Linked DNA regions of Sus scrofa: regions 2 and 3 are each linked to region 1. A link is a contact called in public Hi-C and HiChIP or PLAC-seq data. All regions are on one chromosome and are shown on one strand. Each heading gives the region's core, a stretch centred on a gene start, on an enhancer-like site or on the middle of the called end of the contact. The rest is flanking DNA. Distances are from core to core; before and after follow the strand shown. Region 1 holds the start of RNF7 (ring finger protein 7). Region 2 holds the start of GK5 (putative glycerol kinase 5). Region 3 holds the start of TFDP2 (transcription factor Dp-2).

What was found. Hi-C and Micro-C count contacts between places; a contact is called where the count stands out from the background. HiChIP or PLAC-seq counts read pairs in DNA pulled down with a chosen protein or histone mark.
Region 2: a contact with region 1 is called in an H3K27ac HiChIP or PLAC-seq map of alveolar macrophages. The contact joins the promoter of GK5 here to the promoter of RNF7 in region 1. A contact is called at or near these places in 1 of 47 Hi-C or Micro-C datasets (alveolar macrophages) and 1 of 2 datasets of contacts at active chromatin or transcription factors (alveolar macrophages).
Region 3: a contact with region 1 is called in a Hi-C map of embryonic fibroblasts, with 1.5 times the contacts expected there. The contact joins the promoter of TFDP2 here to the promoter of RNF7 in region 1. A contact is called at or near these places in 1 of 5 promoter capture datasets (fetal liver), 1 of 47 Hi-C or Micro-C datasets (embryonic fibroblasts) and 1 of 2 datasets of contacts at active chromatin or transcription factors (alveolar macrophages).

Annotation. Positions count from the first base shown.
Region 1 is chr13:82,547,172-82,549,790 of Sscrofa11.1, forward strand. It overlaps RNF7 (ring finger protein 7), which reads left to right and starts at 1,304. Exons shown (of 3, transcript NM_001245011.1): 1 at 1,304-1,623. The coding sequence starts at 1,449. It overlaps LOC102160777 (a long non-coding RNA gene), which reads right to left and starts at 1,269. Exons shown (of 3, transcript XR_001300354.2): 1 at 1,070-1,269.
Region 2 is chr13:83,034,271-83,036,889 of Sscrofa11.1, forward strand. GK5 (putative glycerol kinase 5) reads right to left here and starts at 1,319. Exons shown (of 16, transcript XM_003483257.4): 1 at 1,017-1,319. The coding sequence starts at 1,178.
Region 3 is chr13:82,936,352-82,938,970 of Sscrofa11.1, forward strand. TFDP2 (transcription factor Dp-2) reads right to left here and starts at 1,330. Exons shown (of 11, transcript XM_021069559.1): 1 at 1,263-1,330.

The DNA of each region.
Region 1 (2,619 bases), core at 54-2,553:
CTCTTCCATCAGCATCTAGCCAAATGTGACCCAAATGTATCCACATTTATATTTTCACACATATATGCTTCCTTGCCTCCTCCGCCAGATTTCTGGAGCTTCTAGCCCCCATCCAGACATCAGGAGAGGAGGGGATGAGGCCCAGTAGGAAAAGGTGGGAGGCTCTGAATTCCAAACCCGACACAGCAGGTGTCCACCACTAGGTGGTAGTGGTGATCAGGCATCTTCGTGGGCTCTCCATACCACAGCTTTCTTATTTAAATAGAGATGTTATCTGCTTTGCTTGGGAAAACATAATAATATGACCCCGGGCTAGATGCAGAAGAACCCTGGATTCAAAACAGTTACCTTTAGGGAATAATGGTGTGTCTTTATCTTATTTTTCTGGACCTCAACATTCCTATCAATAAAAGGAGGATGTTGGACTAGATAGAGGTTCTCAGAGTGTGGTCCCCGGGGGTTCCTGGGATCCTTTCAGGGGAAACAAGGTCAAAAGTATTTGCATAACAATATTCACCGCTATTTCTCTTCACTTTCTCCTGTGAGTATACAGTGGAGTTTTATAAAAGCTACAAGATATGTGATATCCTTGTTCTAATGATTACTTGTAATGGGTTTATTGCTTTTCCTTGCGGGGGCGGGGGGTGGGGGCACACCTGTGGCATATGGAAGTTCCCAGGCTAGGGGCTGAATCGGATACAGCTACCAGCCTACACCACAGCTCACAACAACACCGATCCACTGAGCAAGGCCAGGGATTGAACCTGCATTCTCATGTATACTAGATACTAGTCGGGTTCCTCATCGCTTAACCACAACAGGAACTCCTATGGTTATTTTTTAAGTGAATACATTAAAATTTTTTTCGTATTTCTTAAAAAAAAAGTGTGTGTTTGTGTGTACACATATTTTACAAACCGAAAGTTCTTTAATGTTCCAGTGATTCTTAAGTGTAAAGGGGTGCCAAGACCAAAAAGTTTGAGAACGGCTGAACCAGATTTCTAAAAGATAGTCATTCATTCACTCAACAAATAACTACCCCTCCTGAGGCCAGGCATTTTTCACATACCCAGGAGAAGGTGGTGATCAAGTCACGTCCTCGCTCCGATGGCGTTTTCATTTAGGAAGGGAGTACATCAATATGACAACTTGTGAGAGCCAGAAGGGTCACGAAGGCATAAAGCAGAACACCTGCTTCCTGCACCGGCAACCCTCCTGAGCGCGGCGCCCATTCTTGGCCAAAGAGTCGGAGCGGGCCGGGCCCAGGGCGCGGGGGCGGTGACGTCACTGGGACGCGCCAGCCAGTCTCGGGCGGCCTCCGTCGTAGGCCCCACGGTGGCCCGCAGCCTGCGGGCGGCGCTGTGGCCCGGCGAGGGGCCCCAGGGAGCCGCCATAGTCGCCCGCCTTCCGCAACCTAACGTCTCCGCCGCCGGCTTCGCGCCGCCGCCATGGCAGACGTGGAAGACGGCGAGGAGCCCTGCGCCCTGTCCTCTCACTCCGGTAGCTCAGGAACCAAGTCGGGAGGCGACAAGATGTTCTCTCTGAAGAAGTGGAACGCGGTGGCCATGTGGAGCTGGGACGTGGAGTGCGATACGTGCGCCATCTGCAGGGTCCAGGTGATGGGTAAGCGCTGCACTCGAGACCCTGGCTGTGCTGCGGCCTCCGCGGGCCCAGCTCCGGCCCGTGGGACACACCGAGCCTCGGAGAGACTGTTCCTGGAGGTATAGGGGCGGGGTCGCCCTGCCTGGGAGCGAAAGACTGGGGCCACGCCCGTGCTGCTGCTAGTCGGAGGGCTGCGGCCGGCGACGGGGACTGGTAGTCTGGGGAACGAAACAGGTGGAAAGCAGGGCAGTTAAAAAGGTAATTTCAGGTAGTGATGGGTGTGGTCAAGACAATAAAAGTAGGTGAGTTGATGGGAGCTGCGAGGCACCACTTTGGTTTGTGGGCCCAACCTCGCCACCCTTTTCTAAAAGCAAACTGTAGAGGTCACGGTCAAGGCCCTGAGTCAGCGGGTCGTTTTAATGCTTCTTTTCACACACCAGAGTGATGCTCTGGAGTCATCTTCCACAGTAATGACTCTTAGTCTTGTTCCGGAGAGGCGCAGGAAAGAAGTGTCCCTAGCTGTTGCCTTTCGGGATTAGCTACTGTTCTGCTGGCTTTAAAACTTGGATGATTCAAGACTGGTCAGATGGCAGTAGCTTGTCTTGAAGAAGAATGTTAAGCCCTTTATTCAGAAACATAAATTTTAATCTCATTCCTGGCCCTACGCTATCAAAGGATGCCATTTCCTGGAGAAGACAGTGTCCTGATAGGCCTTTGTGGAGAATTTTCTTTTACAAATAAGTCACTTCTTTCTATAAATTTTTTTAAAAATATTGGACCAAGTGAAACCTTTCGGGACAGCTTCATCCTGTTATATTTTATATGGTTTCTGTTCTAAGATCTCAGAACACCTTGAAAAAGAGATGCTGTTTAAATGCATCCTTATTTTTTTTAATAGGGCATTTAAAATCACTGTGAGAGCATCTTAAATGAAACCGAGGTTTCTATAGTTTGAAAGCTTTTACATCTTAAACCGAAAAATCAGAGTTTTGGAGAAAATAACTCAAAAATTGCTCT
Region 2 (2,619 bases), core at 69-2,568, 490 kb after region 1:
CCTAAACACAAAAGTACTTTGTGTCCAGAATTATAAGGGAGACTTGTGAAAAGTATCACCGTGTTCTGATAAAGACTCAAAAAGATAAGGAGCACATAGTTTCTAAGGACAGAGTCTGCCTTTTGTCTCTCCTTTCAGGTGGGGGTAGGGGTGAGTGGGCAGTACTCACCCTTTCCTGCACAGGTGGACGCAGAAAGGACCAGGGAGCTGCTCTAGTCCCAGCTCCCTGTCCCGGTTCTGACACCAGCATGAGGAAGTCCTCAACACGAGCGCTCAAAGAACTGTTTTGACTGGACCTGCTCCTGGGCAACTGCTAAGGCAGAAAACCGCTTCTAAAGGGGGTGGGAAGAAGGGTGGGAATCCAGCAAAAGGGGAGCTCTGTGCTGCTGGGAATGGGTTAGGTAATAGCTCCTGCTCGCCCTAACACTGCTAATATAAAAAGAAGTTGGTATTGGACAGAAGAGTAAATAACTTCCCGTATCCATGGAAATGAGCTGCTCAGCACTTTGGGAAACAGTTAATAATGGCAAATGAAGAACGGACATAAAGTCAAATCCCATCAAGATCTGAAAATTTTAAATGTAAATAAAGACAGTGTTGGAGGTCTACCAAGGAAGTGCAGGAAAAACCAAGCAAATCACAAAGTACCCTCTGGCTAGATATGCGCAGTCCGCCCTACCCTGCCCAGCCCCGGGAGTCACCGCATTCTCACCCAGGTAAGGCCAGAGGGGCGAATCCCCAGGTGAGAGGAAGCTAGTGAGCGGCCCCGGGTGACAAAGCGGGCCCCTAGGGTCCTCAGCCGGGACAGGAAAGGCGCACGGGTTTCAGTCTGACCCAGGAGGGAATGCGGTGACCTGGCCGATCCCGGCGCCCCGATCAAGACCAAGGGCCGGCGGTGCTGCAGGTGGCGGCCTCCAGGCCGGATGAGGCGGTCCCGCCCTCTCTGCGCCCACGATCGGATCCCGGGCGTCTTGCGCGACGCTGACCCGCAGCCCCGACGCCCGCTCCCCAGTCACCTTCTGCGCGCTGGAACCGCAGATCCGCGCCGCGCGGTCATAGACGTGGCAGCGAATCACCGAGCTGCCCACGTCCAGCCCCAGTACGAAGCCTGCGCGCCGCCCGTCCGGCGCGCTCTGCTCCTGGCGTTCCTGCTCTGCAACGGTGGACAGCTCGGACATCCCGACCCGAACGCCTCTCTACCGCAGCCGCCAGCCGAGCAGGCTAGTTCCAAACACTCGCACCGCAGGAGCGGAGCGCGCCCAACCGGGCCACCGCCCCCGGCCCGCCCCGCCCCCTCCGCGAGCTCCGGGAGCGGCCCCGCCCCTGCCGAGGGCCCCGCCCCGACGCCGTGACGTCACGGCTGCGCAGGGCCCCTTCGCTGGAGCGCGCGCGGGCCGAGTGGCCGCCTGGGGGCGTAGAGGCGAGTGTGTTTTCGGTGGGACTTTGGAGCCCCAGCTCACGCACGTGGCCCAGTTCTCCAAACACCCGCCGCTCTCGGCGTTTCCCGGCCGGTAATTTTCATGATTTCCCTCCTCATGCCGAGCATCATGCAGGAAGTGCCTGCGTTTCTTTTGTTTGTTTTTGCTTTTTATGGCCACTACTGCGGGCATATGGAGGTTCCCAGGCTGTAGGTCAAATGGTAGCTGTAGCTGCCCGCCCAGGCCACAGCAACGCAGGCTCCGGCAGGATCGGAGCCGCGCCTGCGACCTACATCACAGCTCACCGCAAGTCCGGATCCTTAACCCACTGAGTCAGGCCAGGGATTGAACCTCTGTCCTCATGGATGCTAGTCAGATTGGTTAACCACTGAGCCGCTAGGGGAACTTCGCCTGCTATTCTTTTAACTCTTAAAAGGAAATACAAAATTGGGCCAAAGGTATTTATTAATAAACTGTGAGTTTCCCAAGACTTCTCCCCAGAAAACCTGGTCAGATACACACAATACTTCTCAATAAATACTTGCTAAATGAAATAACACTCAACCAGTGAGACCTTTCGCAGCCCTCTGGTCGGAGGAAGGAGCACAGCGCAAGGCATCTGTTTTTACCGTCAAACTCCACCCCAACGATTGCTTTTTCAAGAATCTGAAAGCCCCTTTACCTTTCCTGCCTCAAAAGCATGAGATCTTCCCCTCAGAGGGCAGGAAGGACGCATGTGGTAATTTTGAGTTTCCTTCCGTTTTGATCACCAGCTTTGAATCCAAGGGGATTTTTGAGGGGTGGTCCAGCTCCAAGTCCTTATCTGTGGGGAGTGGGGAGGTGTCAAGACCTGTTCCAGCCACCACTCCACCTCCAGCCCCCCAAAAACCCAGTACCTGAAAATATTCATTACCTTTTTGTAAAATTATGAAAGTAATATGGATATGCGTTTTTTGTGAAAAAGTTCAACAGTGAAGAGTGGTATACTGGAGTTCCTGTTGTAGCGTAGGCGAAATGAATCCGACTAGTAACCATGAGGTTTGGGGTTGGATCCCTGCCTTGGCTCAGTGGGTTAAGGATCCAGCATTTGCCGTGAGCTGTGGTATAGGCCACAGTCACGGCTAGGATCCTGACTTGCTGTGGCTGTGGTGAAGGCCAGCAATTGTAGCTCCGATTCAACCCCTAGCCTGGGAACCTCCAT
Region 3 (2,619 bases), core at 80-2,579, 390 kb after region 1:
GGGAGAACGGAGAAGGGAGGGAATGCCTTACTAAAAAGAGAGTAAAGAAGTGGGAAGGGAGTCTGAATCCTCAGAGATAGAATGAGGAAGAGAAAAGCATTCAAAGTATTCAAAGGCTCAAAAGGAGCTTCAGCAGTGAATACAGAAAGGGATGATGAGCCTGTTAACTGTTTCAGCAGAAAAAAGAGAAACATCAATAGAGGGACCTTTTACAAACCACCATTCACGGTGGTCAATTAAAGGCCTAACTCATTCAGGGCAGAGCACTTAATAGGAGATGAGCTTTGTTCCAAAGGGTTCCACCTATTAGTCCATTTACTCCCGGCAACAACCCGAATAGGTGGATACTCTTTTACAGATGAAGAAAGAGACCACACGCAAGGTAATACCAGCTGGTAGCAGAGGCTGAGAGCTCACCCACTTGGCTGCATAGTCTCTCTACAAGATCCTACAAAAACCTTTATACTTTTCTGGAAGGTGGAGAGGGGAGGAGACCTTGGCTCTCTGGAATTTCTCAAAGGAGCCTGGGCCCCAAAAGTGATCCTCTACTTTAGAGAAAAGTTCCCTTATGGGGGCGATGAGGTTCTTCCAATCGCAAAAGGCTTTGGCACTCTGAAATACACCTGATAGAGAGAGATGGAGGCCTATGGGTCATGAAAGGAGGAAAAGTCGGAAACCTAGACTTAACGCCATCCTTCTCCCCTGAAGATGCCGAGAGAGGAGAAAGCAGCCTTTCCTCTCTTCCACGAGGCGTGACTCAGGCACGGTGGCTCACTCCAATTTGTACGGGGGAGTGGGGTAGTAGGGGAGTCTCGAGTTTCCGACTCTTCCCCAGACCCTTAAGGGTTACTCGGCGAGGCCTGGAAGAACGCGTGGGAATAAACAGATGGGACCCGAGGTTGCAAGGGGGCCGGAGGCTCATGGAGGGAAACCTGCCCGGGAACTCGGCGGGCCGAATCCAGAGGCCCTCGGCACGGAGCCCGCGCCCTCGCCCTGGACCTTACCGCCGCTAGGTTGCAGAGGACAAGGCGGCCACGCAGGGCTCTTCTTCGAGCCTGGGGCGCGTCTTCGGGCGCCGCCGCTCCAGTGGCGCCGGCGCTTGGCGGCGGCCAGGTCCCGGTGGATTTACACTCGGGGCAGGGTGGGCGATCCGCGGCCTGCCCAGTGGAGGCCCTGGAGTTCGAGGCCCCGGGACGCCGACCGCGCGCGCGCGCGACCTCGAGCCTGCCCAAAGAGGAAGGGTCAGGGCGCGCCCCGCTTACCGAGCAGCTCCGGCGGCTGCAGCAGAGAGCGCTGGCGGCTTCGTCCGCCCTTTCCCGGCCCCGCCACTGCCCCGCTTCCCCCGCGCGAGCTTTGGCGGCGGAGCAGCACGGTGAGCGCCGATTGGCCTTCGGCATGAGTGACGTAAGGCGCCTCTCCCCACGCATTGGCCAAGCCGGCGGTGCGTGCAAGGAGTAAACAAACCCCGCCCCCAGGCTTCCCAAAGAGAGGAGGGGGCCGCCAGGTGGGGAAGCGGGGTCTCTTGCACTCTGCACCGGCCTTGGGTAGCTCACTGGAGGTTCCTGGTGGGCCCCCCGCAGCGGTCCCACCACACGGCTCCCCGGCCCCCTCCAGGGCAGGCTACAGGCCTGAGGCCTAAAATATATAGAAACACCCTCCCCTGTCTCCCCTGGCCATGGTGGGAATCTTGACTTTTTCATCCTCCCCCATCCCCTCAGCCTAAAGCAGGAAAACCCTATCTCCCTTAGAAAAGGGGGAACTAGGGCGGTTACATCTCCGTCCCTAGGCATTCGAATGGGTCATCTCCAGGGGAGCAGAGTGAAGGAGAATGGGGACAAGTGATTGAGGCCACGTGTGAGGCCAAGTGTGCAATACCCTGTGAATTGTTCAGACAGTGGGTTAGAGAGCCCCGGGATGTGGGTCCTTCAATCACTGGCATATAAGATCCAAACCAGGCCAGGTCACTAGAAGCTGAAGAGAAAATCACGGCTCCTATCCCCAAATACACTTCCAATATTAATACATTTTATTAATTGTGTGCCTATCTGAAAATCATGTGAGCTTACATTTTAGTGGGGTGGGAAAGACAATATGCAAAAGAGATAAGCAAGATATTAGCTGTTACATGCTGGTACACATGCTGTGGGGAAAACAGTCTAGTAGAGAGGGTGTTTGAAGGATGGCTTGTCTTAAACACAGTACCCAGGGAAGGCAGCAGGAAAGGTGCCATTTAAATAAATACCTAAACGAGGTGGGGGAGGTGAGAAAGTACCTTTGGACCTTTCTCTGGGGTGGAGTGGAGAGATAATTTCTGCATAATTGTACCTAGATAAAGTCAGGCGTTCAAGAATGCCAAAGGCAGTCTCCTTGGACTGATTCTAAAATGCAAAAGCCCCGATGGAGTCATTACCTTGCATTTTTTCAGTAACAAATCAATAGGTTTTGTTTAGTTTCCACAGAAATTTTGTTAAGGTTTCAACTTCAATACTTTTCAGACACTCTAGGCACAAAGGTATGAACATGAGCAAAAGAGACAAAACTTCTTTCCTCAGGGAGCTCAGTCTAGCAGGGGAGATGGATTGTAAATCTCCCCAGCACAAGGTGTAAGCAAGACACAGA